3 separate regions of the Mus musculus genome follow, and all the other regions are linked to region 1. The links are chromatin contacts, called in public HiChIP or PLAC-seq and promoter capture Hi-C maps. All regions are on one chromosome and are shown on one strand. The core of a region is the stretch at or near the end of the contact, and the rest is flanking DNA. Distances in the headings are between cores, read along the strand shown. Region 1 holds the start of Fbxo40 (F-box protein 40). Region 2 holds the start of Parp14 (poly (ADP-ribose) polymerase family, member 14). Region 3 holds the start of Nr1i2 (nuclear receptor subfamily 1, group I, member 2).

Region 1 (4,036 bases), core at 679-3,178:
CCCCATGCCCTACATAACTGTGCTTCCCCGGGTCCAGTCAGCTTTACAATCTGCAGACCTCACATCTAGAAGTCACTCTGTCTTTAAATCTTTTTACTTACCAGCTTTGATTCTCATTGTCCATACTTATACATTGATATCAATGCTATAACCCTCTGTGGTGCTGGCTCATAAAGTATTTAACTGGGGTGACGGGCAACTGTTGTCCCCGTGATGACTTCTAAGCTAACATACCCAAGTCTCATAAAGATAGCAGCCCACCGTACATTTCTGATTCATTGCCATGGAAACCCTGGAAAAATTAAATGCCACAGGGAACTGACTGTGCCTAAACAAATAGGTAGGAAAGTAACATAGACTCCTGTATAGACAGATTCGGGGTTACTCCTGTACATTGGAGGTTATAGTGGGCTACAAGAGGGAGCTAGAAGTTAGGCATCTGAGTAGTTTGACTCAGCATTGATGGCTCGAACCCGAACACCACAGATCCCTTTCCGTGTGGGCCACTTCCCAGGATGACCTCAGCTGAACTCTAAACTAGAGAAACATAAGGAAATAAACAGGGCCCATTACTGTTGCTAACGTTTTTCATGCACATAACAATATATAGCAGAGGTTCTTAACTGGTGGAGTGTGGGGGGTCACATAAAGGATATTCTGCATATCAGGTATTTACATTATGGTTCACAACAGTAGCAAAATTACAGTTACAAAGTAGCAATGAAATAATTTTATGGGGGGGGGGGGTCACCACAACATGAGGAACTGTGTTAAAGGGTCACAGCATTAGGAAGGCTGAGATGCAGATATTCCAGGAGCTAGGAGTAGTCCATCTGCCTCTTAAGCTTTTAAAACCATGAATATCTTTCATCACTTCACTTCTGCTGCTCTGGGTGTACTCGCCTCAAGCTGGTCACAGTTTTGAGTTCGGGTGCCTAAGTCTGTGTATGATTTTCAGTTTTCACTTTCATGGCTGCTTCCCCCCGCCCCCCCCCCACACACCCCCAAGAGAAATGGGCGGGAAGGAATTGCCCTGAAGCAGTTTTGTTAGGCAAAACTGAGTTTCAGGTTGCAGGCAGAGTTTGAGCAGCCAGTGCTGTTGAAGTACCGCTGTGGTACATTAGACCGCGATGTGGCTCAGTAGATGGAATTTAAGCCTTGTGACCATGACTTGCAATTAAAGCCACAGAGGTGGTTGGAGAACAGCATTGCAGCGTTTGGACTAACCCTGGGTGTCTACTTTTTCCCTTACCACACACTGCCCTCCCCTGTCACCACTGTGTGACTAAGGTAGCACTGAATCGCTCTGGTTGACTGTAGTAGAAAACCTAAACCGGCAGAAGGCTGCTGACATTGCAAACTGCTGTAGGATTTAAAATCCAAAACACCTTACACATGGCCAGGGCTTTCCATTACCAACCTTTCCCCCATCACCCACATGTAACAAAGTTTAATAACCTACCTTCCACGGTACAAAGGAAATGCACAGTAAGCCTCGGTCCGGTCCACCCATTTATCATCTAAATAACCTGGGTCACACCTGCCGGTGTTTGAAAAAATCTTACCTAAACGGTACAAGCTGGCTCAGCATCCGCAGCTACCAGCCCTTTGCCGTTGATCAAGCAGGTCTGGAGGAGGTGGGTGCCGGTGCTTCCGCTGCAGCAGAGCACCCAAGTTCTGTTGGAAAGGCAAGCGAAAGGGAGAAAACGCCAACTGACATAGTTCAAGCGTTTCAAAGTTAAAAATAAAACTATATCACAGGGCAATGTGACCGGGCTCAGCTTACGACCTCTTTCGTCTCTGTAGGTTATCAACACTCAATGTCTAAGTGCTGGAGGGGCAGAGGAGAGCCCATGGGAAAGTAGCGCTTAGAGCAACCCCGGACTTTGTTTCACAGAGGAGGGAGGAAAGCCTTTGCAAGAAGGGTCAGAGCAAGGCCAACACAGCCTGAGTCCTGTGTGTGCCGTGGGCAGGTCCAGCTGTGTCCAGGAGCTGGGGGAGAAGCAGCTGGCCTCTTGCTCTAATTATAACCCTGTGTTCCACCCAAGCCCCTCACTGGCTGAAGTAGCAAGTTGTGCAAGGGACACAGTTCCATGCTTCTGCTTCTCCCGTTTCTTCTCAGGACAGGTTAGCATCTGCTTTCCTCTGGCCCTGGCCTTTCCCAGGTGGCAGAGAAAGGGAGAGTTTGTCATTCAGAAACAGTCAGTTAGCAAGTCCAAGGAACAGAAGTAGAAGTGGTAGGAGGCTTGGCTATCATTTAGTACAAGTTCCTTTTTACATGTGAAAAGACACAGGATCAGGGAAGGTGAACTATTACATCCATCACCACAAGGCTCAGAGCTAGAAGAAAGACTTCTCAAAGTCTGGGATTCTTCGTCGGATCCTTTTCAAGATAGTTCTTTCAACCTCTTCTTTGAAAAAAAAAATAACGTGAATATTATCTAGTGCATCAAACTGCTCAGTGTGGCTCCCTTTTGAATGTGGGTGGATCTTCAGAGTAAAGAGATGAGTTTATATGTTCTGCTGTGATGAGCAAGCCGTCTCTGAAATTCCCTCCACCCCGTTCTCTCATGCACATTTGTTTATGTGGGCAAGCTCATCTGGGTGAAAAGCCAGACAATAGAAATGATAACATTGTATCCATCTTGTGTTGCAGCACTTCACTGTCTTTGTAACAAAGTTTTCTTGCAGATTCCTTAGGTTGTAGATGATGTCTCAGTCACTTCCTTTCCAGACTGGCTGCCTTTTCTTTTCTTCCTTCCCCCTGTGCCTGGCCTGGAATGTCCTGCACTGTGTTGAACAGGGGCAGCAACAGGGGCTGTCCTGACTTGTCCTGGACAGCCCCTCCTTCATTGGTAAGTTGATAAGTCACCTGTGGAGTTTTTAGTGAATGAATACAAGTACCCTGTGAATCTCTCAGGCAGCTTTTGGCAGGTGGAGGCAGGGAATTAGTAGTTAGTGTCTAGTTTAGTGTCTGTTCTCATCATGAAAGGCTGCGGACTTTTACCAGATGGTCTCTCTGTAGCTCTTGTATTGCATTGATTGGTGTTTCTGTATTGAACCAAACTTCCATTTTTGGCTAAGCCTCATTTGGTCTGGTGCATAGCTTTGTTACTATTGCCATGATGGAACACCATGACCAAAAGCAACTTGGAGAGGAAAGGGTTTATTTCTTATTTATTCAAATGAGAGTTTCTTCCTTGATTGTTTCTCCATGTGTGATGCTGGGGTCTGAACCCAGGCCCTGGCCCTCAGCGGCCAAGAACTGCATTACCATCCCCAGCTTGTCCTCAATTGATTTTCATTTCTAAGTGGAGGAGCAAGTGATGGTTTGTTTAAACTTTGCTGTCTATGAGGAAGGAGGGCTGGCTATCTGATGTGGCATCCATTTAGTTAATCCTGTTATGCTTTAGCATGTGCTTGGAAAGAGTGTGTGTGTGTGTGTGTGTGTGTGTGAGTGTGTGTGTGTGTGTGTGTGTGTGTGTGATATTTTAACTCTTTGAGAATTCGTACGGTGTATTTTGATCACATTTGCTCTTCTCCTGCCTCTTCCTCCCATGTCTACCCTCTTTTGCCCTCACCTCTCTACCCACCCAAGTGTGAATTTCCCTTTTCTTTTGGAAACCCACATCATGTCTAGTTTGTGTTTCCCTACTACTCTAGGGTGTGGGTCCTGCTCTGAACTGTGGTTTTATATAACCCAGGCTGGCTGATGATGATCTAGAACTTCTCGGCTTGCACATGTGTGCCACTGTGCTCAGTCTGGTACGGCACTCAAGTGCTCTGTACATGACAGGCAGACACCAGCTGAGCTCCATCCCCATCCCCAAGAACGTACATTCTTTAAAGATGGATCTGGAAACTGGCATCCCTCCATTACATCAAGCTCATTAATTTTGTGGCTAAATGTTTTCCATTCCTATAAAATTGCCTCTTAACTATGGACTGCTGCGTGATGATTTTGTATTGTGATTTTACAATAAATAGTTCAAGTGTTTCCACACTTGTGTTAGCATTTGCTTCATTTAGATTGGGT
Region 2 (3,944 bases), core at 1,422-3,921, 1.1 Mb before region 1:
TGGCTTTCTTGGAACTCACTCTGTAGACCAGGCTGGCCTCAAACTCAGAGATCTGCCTGCTTCTGCCTCCCAAGTGCTGGGAATAAAGGTGTAAGTTACCACCACCCAGCAAAATACTATTTATTTACTTACTTACTTATTTTTAAGAAGATGAGTTTCCTTACTTCAAGGATACCTAAGCCCTTGCACAATAAACGAGCCAAATTGGGACTAAAAAGCATAATAAAGTGTGCCCATCTGAAATGGGGCTTACAGTGTTTTGAGTTAGGGTTTGAGAGGGTAGTTCATTCACAGAACAACTGCCTGGCAGGCTCAAAGGGGAAAAAACACAGGAAATCATGCATGCTTTATTGTACACAAATCCAGTAAGCCTACAAAGGTCAGATCTTCCGGTTCCTACCTCTATATGCTAATTTCTGCTGGGAAGGGGATGCTGAGAGGCTCAATAGTACTATCCAGCTATTGTAGACACGAGTGAATAGTTAGGCCTGCTCAGGCTCCTTCTGGGCCAGAGGGTGGTGCTCTCTACAGGAAAGAAATGCTGCTGCTACAGGGAAATTCCAGATGACTTCCTACTGAGGAAACAGTGCCTCAAGTAGGAAACCGAAAGTGAATAGAGAGACATTCTAGTCACCCTAAAGACTGCCTCCTCAACAGGGTTAAATTTTAATAGATTTTGAGTCTTCTCTGTTGCAAGTGAAACCAGAGGGATGGCCTGGAGCAGCCTGGGGGGCTGTGGGCTAGGAGCCCTGTAGGGAGAAAGCCAAGCAGAGATCCTGCGACTGGTGAATTTCATTGTGAGCCCAGCCCTTCAGGGCGGAGTCACCTGGCCAGCCCCGGGGTCTGCTGTAAAGGCTAAAACTGGAATTGTATTATCACAATTATTTTTCCGTGCTGTGTATTTCAGTATAGTACCAATATCTTAGATAGTCTCTCAGTCCCTCTGTTTTGTTGGTTTGATGGTCTAGATAAACAACAGATTTTTTTTAATGTTTAGCATGTTCGGGTCTCGTCAGAGGGCTGGTGGTACACAATCCTTATTCAGTCGACACTCACTGTACTACAGTGTCTAGGGTGGAGCTGGAGATGTCTAGTTACCCCGACCTCTCTGTGACCAGGATGCCAGTAATCTGCACCCCTACCATGTGACCCTCATTTGAGGACAGTGACATTCTAGAGAAAAGCGCTCTCCATACGGGTCATGTCTGCTGGGATACTGACAGCTGGAATCAAACTGGGACCCCTCTACTGTGGTTCTCAACCTGTGGGTCACAACCCCTTAGGATCTAATGATCTTTTCCTGGGGATTAGGTTCTGGTTCATAATAGTAAGCAAAATTACAGTTATGAAGTAGCAACAAAAATAATTTTGTGGTTGGGGTCACCTCAACCTGAGGAACTGTGTTAAAGGTCTGCAGCATTAGGAAGGTTGAGAATCACTGATCTAGGAAAAGTGAAAAATGAGATTCTCACTTTACTAGCTAGCTGCCCATTGAGGGCTCCCTTGTGAAATCAAACCTGTGTTTTCCGGAAGGGATCAGAGCTAAGCAGGTCTCTTGTGCCCTCCTACCCAGGCTTCCTGAAACCCTGTGTTACACCTTTCTCTTGTTTTCATTTTTTTTTTTTTTTTTCCTTCTTGGGTCTTTGCTGGGCTGTTACCTTGCCCACTGCCCGGTCTCCTCAGCCTCCTTTCCTCTCCTCTGGCCCAAATGTTCCCTCCATCCTGCACTCTGAGGATGACCCTGGTCTGCAAAATCTCTGATATTAACACATGGTGGCTTTCCAGAAGTCACAGATCTGGGACTTCCATTCACCCACCTGAGCGAGAAATGAAGGCTGGGCCTCCTTTGCAGAAGGCCAATAGAGGTGGGGAACATTCAACTGCTTAACTGTTCAGGAACCTTCCAGAGATGAGGGAACACCCCCAGTCCCTATCCCAACCTGGGTTCCAAGCTTACAGCCACCTCAGATCATCTTGGGGCTGAAGGACGAGGTAGGAACAAGACACCACCACCCATTACCCACCCCTGCCCTGTCCCTCCCTCCTCCACTGAGGCACAAGAGCTCTAGGGCTTTTCACTTCTCAAGCTCATCTCCCTAAGAACCCTGCGGTGCTAGCGGACCCTGGACTCCTCCCGTTTCTTAATTCTTTTCCTGCCCCACCTGAATAATAAAAACAGGACAGTTAAAACAACAAACAAGGGCTGGAGAGATGGCTCAGCCGTGAAAGGCTAGGCTCACAACCAAACAACAAACAAACGAACACGGGAAGGTCCACAGATTGCTTCAGGGAGCGACTGGGAAAGCAAGGGGAACGCCACTCCCGGTTGCGCTCGCCACGCAGATTCTGCCTCCAGGATCTCCCGCACCGAACGAGCTGCAGCCGAGGGCTAGACCTGGCACCCATGGTCCCAAACCCCGCGCGAGGCGACCCTCCCCGACCTTCGCGCCCCTCACCATCCTCCGGGGAGAAGAGCACCCGGAAGCGTGCTGGGTTCCCCGGCTCCGGGACGACCTCGCACTCCCCTCCTCCGGATTTCTTCCGGCTCTGGAAGTACACTTGCAACTTGTTGATCAAGTTCTTTGGGGGGTCGGGGCCCCAAGAGCCCTCGACCAGCAGCGGGAAGGAACCCGACGCTGCCATCCTGACTGAACTAGGAAGCGGCGACTGCTGGGTCGTCCAAAACTGCTCAGAGTTTTAACATTGAGATAACTTCTTTCGCTTTCATTTCCTGGAAATCCCTCCCCGTCCTTAGTTTCTATCTTCACCTCGCTATCCCAGGATTGGAATAGTGCAACAACAACAACAACAACAACAACAACAACAACAACACACACACACACACACACACACACAGAGCTACCACCCACCCACCCCCAGGCACTTTGTTCTCCTGCTCTCAACAGAAGCCAGTCAATCCTCCACCCGAGCTCTAGCCTCCAGGCCACCTCCTTAGCAGCTCCAGAGCTGGGCCCCGCCCGCACTCCACCTGAGCTACAGCTGAGCCCTGCTCCATCACTAGGATAGTTTCTGCATACCTGAAAACCCACGCTGTATAAGAGAAGGAAAACGATCCTCTCAGGATGCTCCCTGCTCACTTGGGGGACCACCCGAGGGCATCTGACCTGACTTTCCTGCTTCAGAATTCTGTTTTCTCATCTGTGCATACTTTGTGTTTACAAACTCCCAGTATTGAGGAACGCGTGCTGGCGTCCATGCTTTCTGGGTGTTCAACGGAGGGACACAGGTATGGGGACACAGGAGACGGTCGACAACTCTAGGGAGAAATACACAGGTGTTGGAGCAGAAGAGCATGGGCTCCCAGCCCAATTATGGAAAGATCAGGTAGCACTTCTGGGCAAGGGACGTGCTACCCGAGAGCCTAAGAACTACTAAGAAATGACCTTAGATGGTGGGTCTCTGGGGCTTTGTGGTTCACTTACACAAAATAACTTAGGCTGCTGCATGGTGGCTGAGTTCGACAGGAGTGAGAGAAAGCCAGGCTGACCTGGGTGCTCAGGAGAGGGCTCTGGTCCCGCTACTGGTCTAGGGCTCTTGGGGCTCCGACACCCGCCTCCCCCATTCCCCCTCCTAGGAAGAACGTGATGGCCTCTAAGCTGCCTTTGGAGACAAGATTGGCCGAAAGATATGAACAGTTCATCCAGGAGTGGTCCAAGCAACAGGAGTGAGGTGCGCCTACTGTGACCGGGATAAGAAGAGACTGGGAATCTGTATATCCTTAACGCGTGATGAGCGAATATTTGGGATACGCATTAAAGCAGGCTTTGCCGGTCCAGGGCTAGAGTATGGTGACCCCCTCGGGGCCCCTGGTAACACTATCTGATGGAGAACAGGGACGATGGGGAGTCTGAAGAGGACCGAGGTCTGAAAAAAAGGAAGGAAGCCGAGGCAGCACTCAGAGCTTCCCCCCTCCCCCCCCCCTT
Region 3 (3,881 bases), core at 443-2,942, 1.3 Mb after region 1:
GGGGAAGATCTCTAAGTCCTGCACGGTGGAAAAATCACATGGCAGTTGGGTTGGTTTGTACGTGAACACAGACATAGATGCAAAGACTGTGGTCTGGTATACACACACCATGCCAGTTGCTTTGGTGGGAGACAGGGACTAGGAGAAGCAGTTAGCTGTATTTACACTGCATTTTACTGAGCATGCAATCAGTCATGAGTCGCTTGACAGTTTAAACAGTGGCCACCTACAAAACCAGTCTAATTGGCTTTGCAGTGGTCGACTGTGTTTATTTCCCAGTCATTTAGCATCAGGCAGATTGCCTGTAGACGAGTCGGCGACATCTTCTATGTAGAACCATTTGCTTCCGCTGTTATGGGGCAAAACCAGCCTCACGACTTTGTGTTTTAGTACGACTTTATTGATTAAAAAAAAAAATAGCTGATGGGCCAGATTTGGCCCATGAGCTATAACTTGGTGATCCCAGTTTAGATTACATTTATTATATAAATAAAGCATTTTTAAGCAAGTATTTTTGTGTATTCAAAAAAGTCTATTAATGAACAGGGTAAGCCAGGCTTCAGAGGCCTTACTTGGAATACTTTAGACTCTGGCCAAGTCATTAGAGACCAAGGATTCCTCTCAGTGTAGATAATTCAGCCACTTTTCATCTGTGTGGTGGTCCTTTGCCTTCCCGGCAGCAATGAAAAACAGTCATGCACGTGCAAGGGACAATGCCACACCTGAAGCACAGAGGGAAGGTTTGGTGGCCTTGAAGGCATCTCCTAAGGTAGCTCCTGGATGTGGAGGAGCCTTAAAGCCATGTCTCTAGCCTGCGCCTCGGGCTGTTGTATGGAGCAGAGATGGGACCTAGGGTACTGAACATAACGGGAATGACTCTGACAAACAGAGTCTAAAGCCGACCACTGTACACGGATATAGTGTGTACTGAGACACCGCTAATGAGAATGTGAGGCCTCGTGACCATCCTGCCGCTGTCTATGTCCCCGGGGGCTGCCAGCACTAACCTGACAAGCTCTGGGAGCCAGTGCTAATAGTTCCTGATTCTCATGGTCTTCAGCAGCGGTGTTTCCTAGGTCAGGGACTCCAACCCTGTCACAGAAGGGGCTCGGCTGCCTATCTAATGCCCGATGTCACATACACAAGGCTTCTGTTGTGATGCTTCCTGGCAACACAAGTGTAGGCCAGGTAGCAGAGCACCTTGGCTCCACAACTGTCTTCATGCTTTGTTTGACCCAGGAAGGAGAAGAGGAGAGAAAAAGGTGTCATTGTCCTCCATACTCCTTCACATTGCTGACCTCCGACCTCATTTGTATCCCCCTCAGCCTTCTGTTCAGAGGCAGAGGGCATCTGACTCTTAGAAAGAGAAAGAAGGAAAGATCATACCTGTCTGGGGGCCACTGCTTTTGTTGGATTTCCCCCTTGGGGTCCACCTTGAAGAATCAGGAACGATGGTTCTGCCCAGAGCTCAGCACACCTGCCGTGGCTACCTGGCTGCACATGGAGATCTCAGCTTAAGTCCTCAGTGTTTCCTATGAGCCAAGGTCAGGCCCCTAGGGAGAGGCTGACCATCCAAGTAGACAAAAGAGCAGTATCTATCCCCGATTCTCACCCTCAGCTAACCTTAGGCTATGTTGTCCACAGGCATAGGAACCATACTTGTTCTTGCCCACAGTACACCCCAGGTCCAATGTAGTAAGGGGCCCCAGTTGGCACTCCCAAGTCCCAAGTCCAGCACCCGAGCTAGCAATGACCAGATTACCGTATTTACTCTTGTTATATCCCCTTCCTATTTTTTTCATAGTTGTCTTCACTGTAAAACATGTAAGGGAGGGGAAGTGTGTTTTAAGTGTTTGCTCTAAGTAATTCTGGGCCAATGTTTGCCTCTCTGAGGGTGATTTTGCCTCTAGAGGTAAAGTGCCTTTGAATCTATAGCTCCTAACACTTTTTTTCCCTAAGTTAATTTCCTGGACAGAAGCAGTTTACGTGAAAGTAAGGAAAAGGCCACACACATGACACTGGCTTGTTGATATGAGAGAGAGGGAGGAAATAGCTTCGAGACAGGTATGACCTTGCAGTTCCAACCACAGGACAGAAAGCTGGCTGGGACTACCAGGAACTGTCTGAGAGTTTTCTCTTCTCTCGGACCCTTCTAGAAGCTTCCTGTCTAGTGGGCTCTGGGGTAGCAGGACATCATCGGGGTGTCCTTGGCCCTGGGGGCTTGCATATCTGGGAAGCCTGACAAGGGACACTTATTTCCACGAGTGGAAGCAGGTCTTTTTTTTTTCTGTACTGAGATGAATGGGCAGGATTCCAGAATGGGCAGGGCACCTCACCAGAAGTCCTGGGGTCACGGGTAAATTATTACAGCTTTTATCATCTCTCGGGGCTCTTCTGGCATACAAAGGTCTCTATTCACCTCTCCTATAAAAATGGCAAGTTATTTACAGCAGAAACAGGGAATCCAGGACAAATGAGGAACTTCCCAAAGGAGAGAAATGCTCTTCGGTTCCTGAGGGATTGTCTGGTCTCTCTTCCTCTGCAGATGCTGTCCTGAGCTCTAGGTGGCATAAGAAGACTGCAGGGCTGCCAGGCATCAACATTTATCTGGGTAGGGCTTTATTTGGAAGCCAGTTTAAACACCCAGTTTGTGGTAGTTACTAAGAACCCCAGACTGGAGGCCCAGAGAGGACCTGAGTCACTCCCACGCATGGCTGGAAAGGAGGAGAAACTGGAGTCCTGACCTCTGCTCAAACTTTCTTCCCCTGCAACCAGCACTAGGAGCTCCTGAACCATCCACCAGAGGCAAGCCTAGGCAGTCAGCGTCCTTGGTCAATTTTATAAAAACATAAACAAAACCATAAATTAAAAAAAAAAAAGAAAAGAAAAAGGAAAACTCAGATAGCCAACTAAATTCATGACACACTAATGGTGCAAGTTCAGGTGAAGCCAAAGGAAGGGAGCAGGGTGGTCCAAGGACCTCCAGGGCACAGAGGTGCCATGGGGTAGACTCAGAGGGGTGATCTCCTCTTTGGTTTTTATTTTTGTTCTGTTGTGGTGGTTGTTTGGGGGGGACATATGCCCTACTTTTCTTTCTGTTCCTGTGATAAATACCATGATCAAAAGCAACTTAGGGGCCGGGTGTGGTGGCACACGCCTTTAATCCTAGCACTCGGGAGGCAGAGGCAGGCGGATTTCTGAGTTCGAGGCCAGCCTGGTCTACAAATGAGTTCCAGGACAGCCAGAGCTACACAGAGAAACCCTGTCCCGAAAAACCAAAAAAAAAAAAAAAAAAAAAAAAAAAAAGCAACTTAGGGGAGGGAAGGTTTATTTAACTTGCTCTTCCAGGACACCATCCATCATTGAGGGAAATCAAATCAGAACTCCAGCAAGGCAAGAACTTGAGGCAGAATCCGTGGAGGAATGCTGCTTACTGGCTTCATCCTCTGGTTTGCTCCTCCTGGGTTACTTGTTTCCCCTGGCTGGCTCCCTCTGGCTTGCTCCCCCTGGCTTGCTCCCTCTGGTTTGTTCAATTTCCCTTGTAATCTTAATATACAATCTGGTTTCTATTCATATCACATATATTTTTCCTCCCCACAATCCCTTTTAAAGTTATCTTCAGAGCTGGTGGGGTAGAACACAAGTTATCTAATAGTGTGTGAGATTGATTTGTAAGTTTTAAATATGTGCAGTTCATCCTCTTTACTCTTACAAAACTCGGGAACAGGCCTGTGTATGAAGAGTAGTTTCCTATTACTGTTAGTTGCTCATTGCTGTGCATCACTGGACAAGACGGGCTCCATTGTGGCGTTTTCATAAGGACTTGAAGTGAATGTATTTTGACCATGATCACTTGCCCCTGAGGAATCCCCTCTCTCTGC

Evidence for each region. Promoter capture Hi-C pulls out the DNA fragments that hold promoters and counts their contacts. HiChIP or PLAC-seq counts read pairs in DNA pulled down with a chosen protein or histone mark.
Region 2: a contact with region 1 is called in an H3K27ac HiChIP or PLAC-seq map of bone marrow-derived dendritic cells, with 7 times the contacts expected there. The contact joins the promoter of Parp14 here to the promoter of Fbxo40 in region 1. A contact is called at or near these places in 5 of 39 promoter capture datasets (the 3T3-L1 cell line, hippocampal neurons, liver and 1 more), 2 of 115 datasets of contacts at active chromatin or transcription factors (bone marrow-derived dendritic cells and pro-B cells) and 1 of 9 other capture datasets (macrophages).
Region 3: a promoter capture Hi-C map of embryonic stem cells shows a contact between it and region 1, with 2.4 times the contacts expected there. The contact joins the promoter of Nr1i2 here to the promoter of Fbxo40 in region 1. A contact is called at or near these places in 3 of 39 promoter capture datasets (cranial neural crest, embryonic stem cells and hippocampal neurons).

The regions. Positions count from the first base shown.
Region 1 is chr16:36,988,539-36,992,574 of GRCm38.p6, forward strand. Fbxo40 (F-box protein 40) reads right to left here and starts at 1,929. Exons shown (of 4, transcript NM_001358217.1): 1 at 1,566-1,929.
Region 2 is chr16:35,868,711-35,872,654 of GRCm38.p6, forward strand. Parp14 (poly (ADP-ribose) polymerase family, member 14) reads right to left here and starts at 2,672. Exons shown (of 17, transcript NM_001039530.3): 1 at 2,457-2,672. The coding sequence starts at 2,643.
Region 3 is chr16:38,293,132-38,297,012 of GRCm38.p6, forward strand. Nr1i2 (nuclear receptor subfamily 1, group I, member 2) reads right to left here and starts at 1,693. Exons shown (of 9, transcript NM_010936.3): 1 at 1,387-1,693.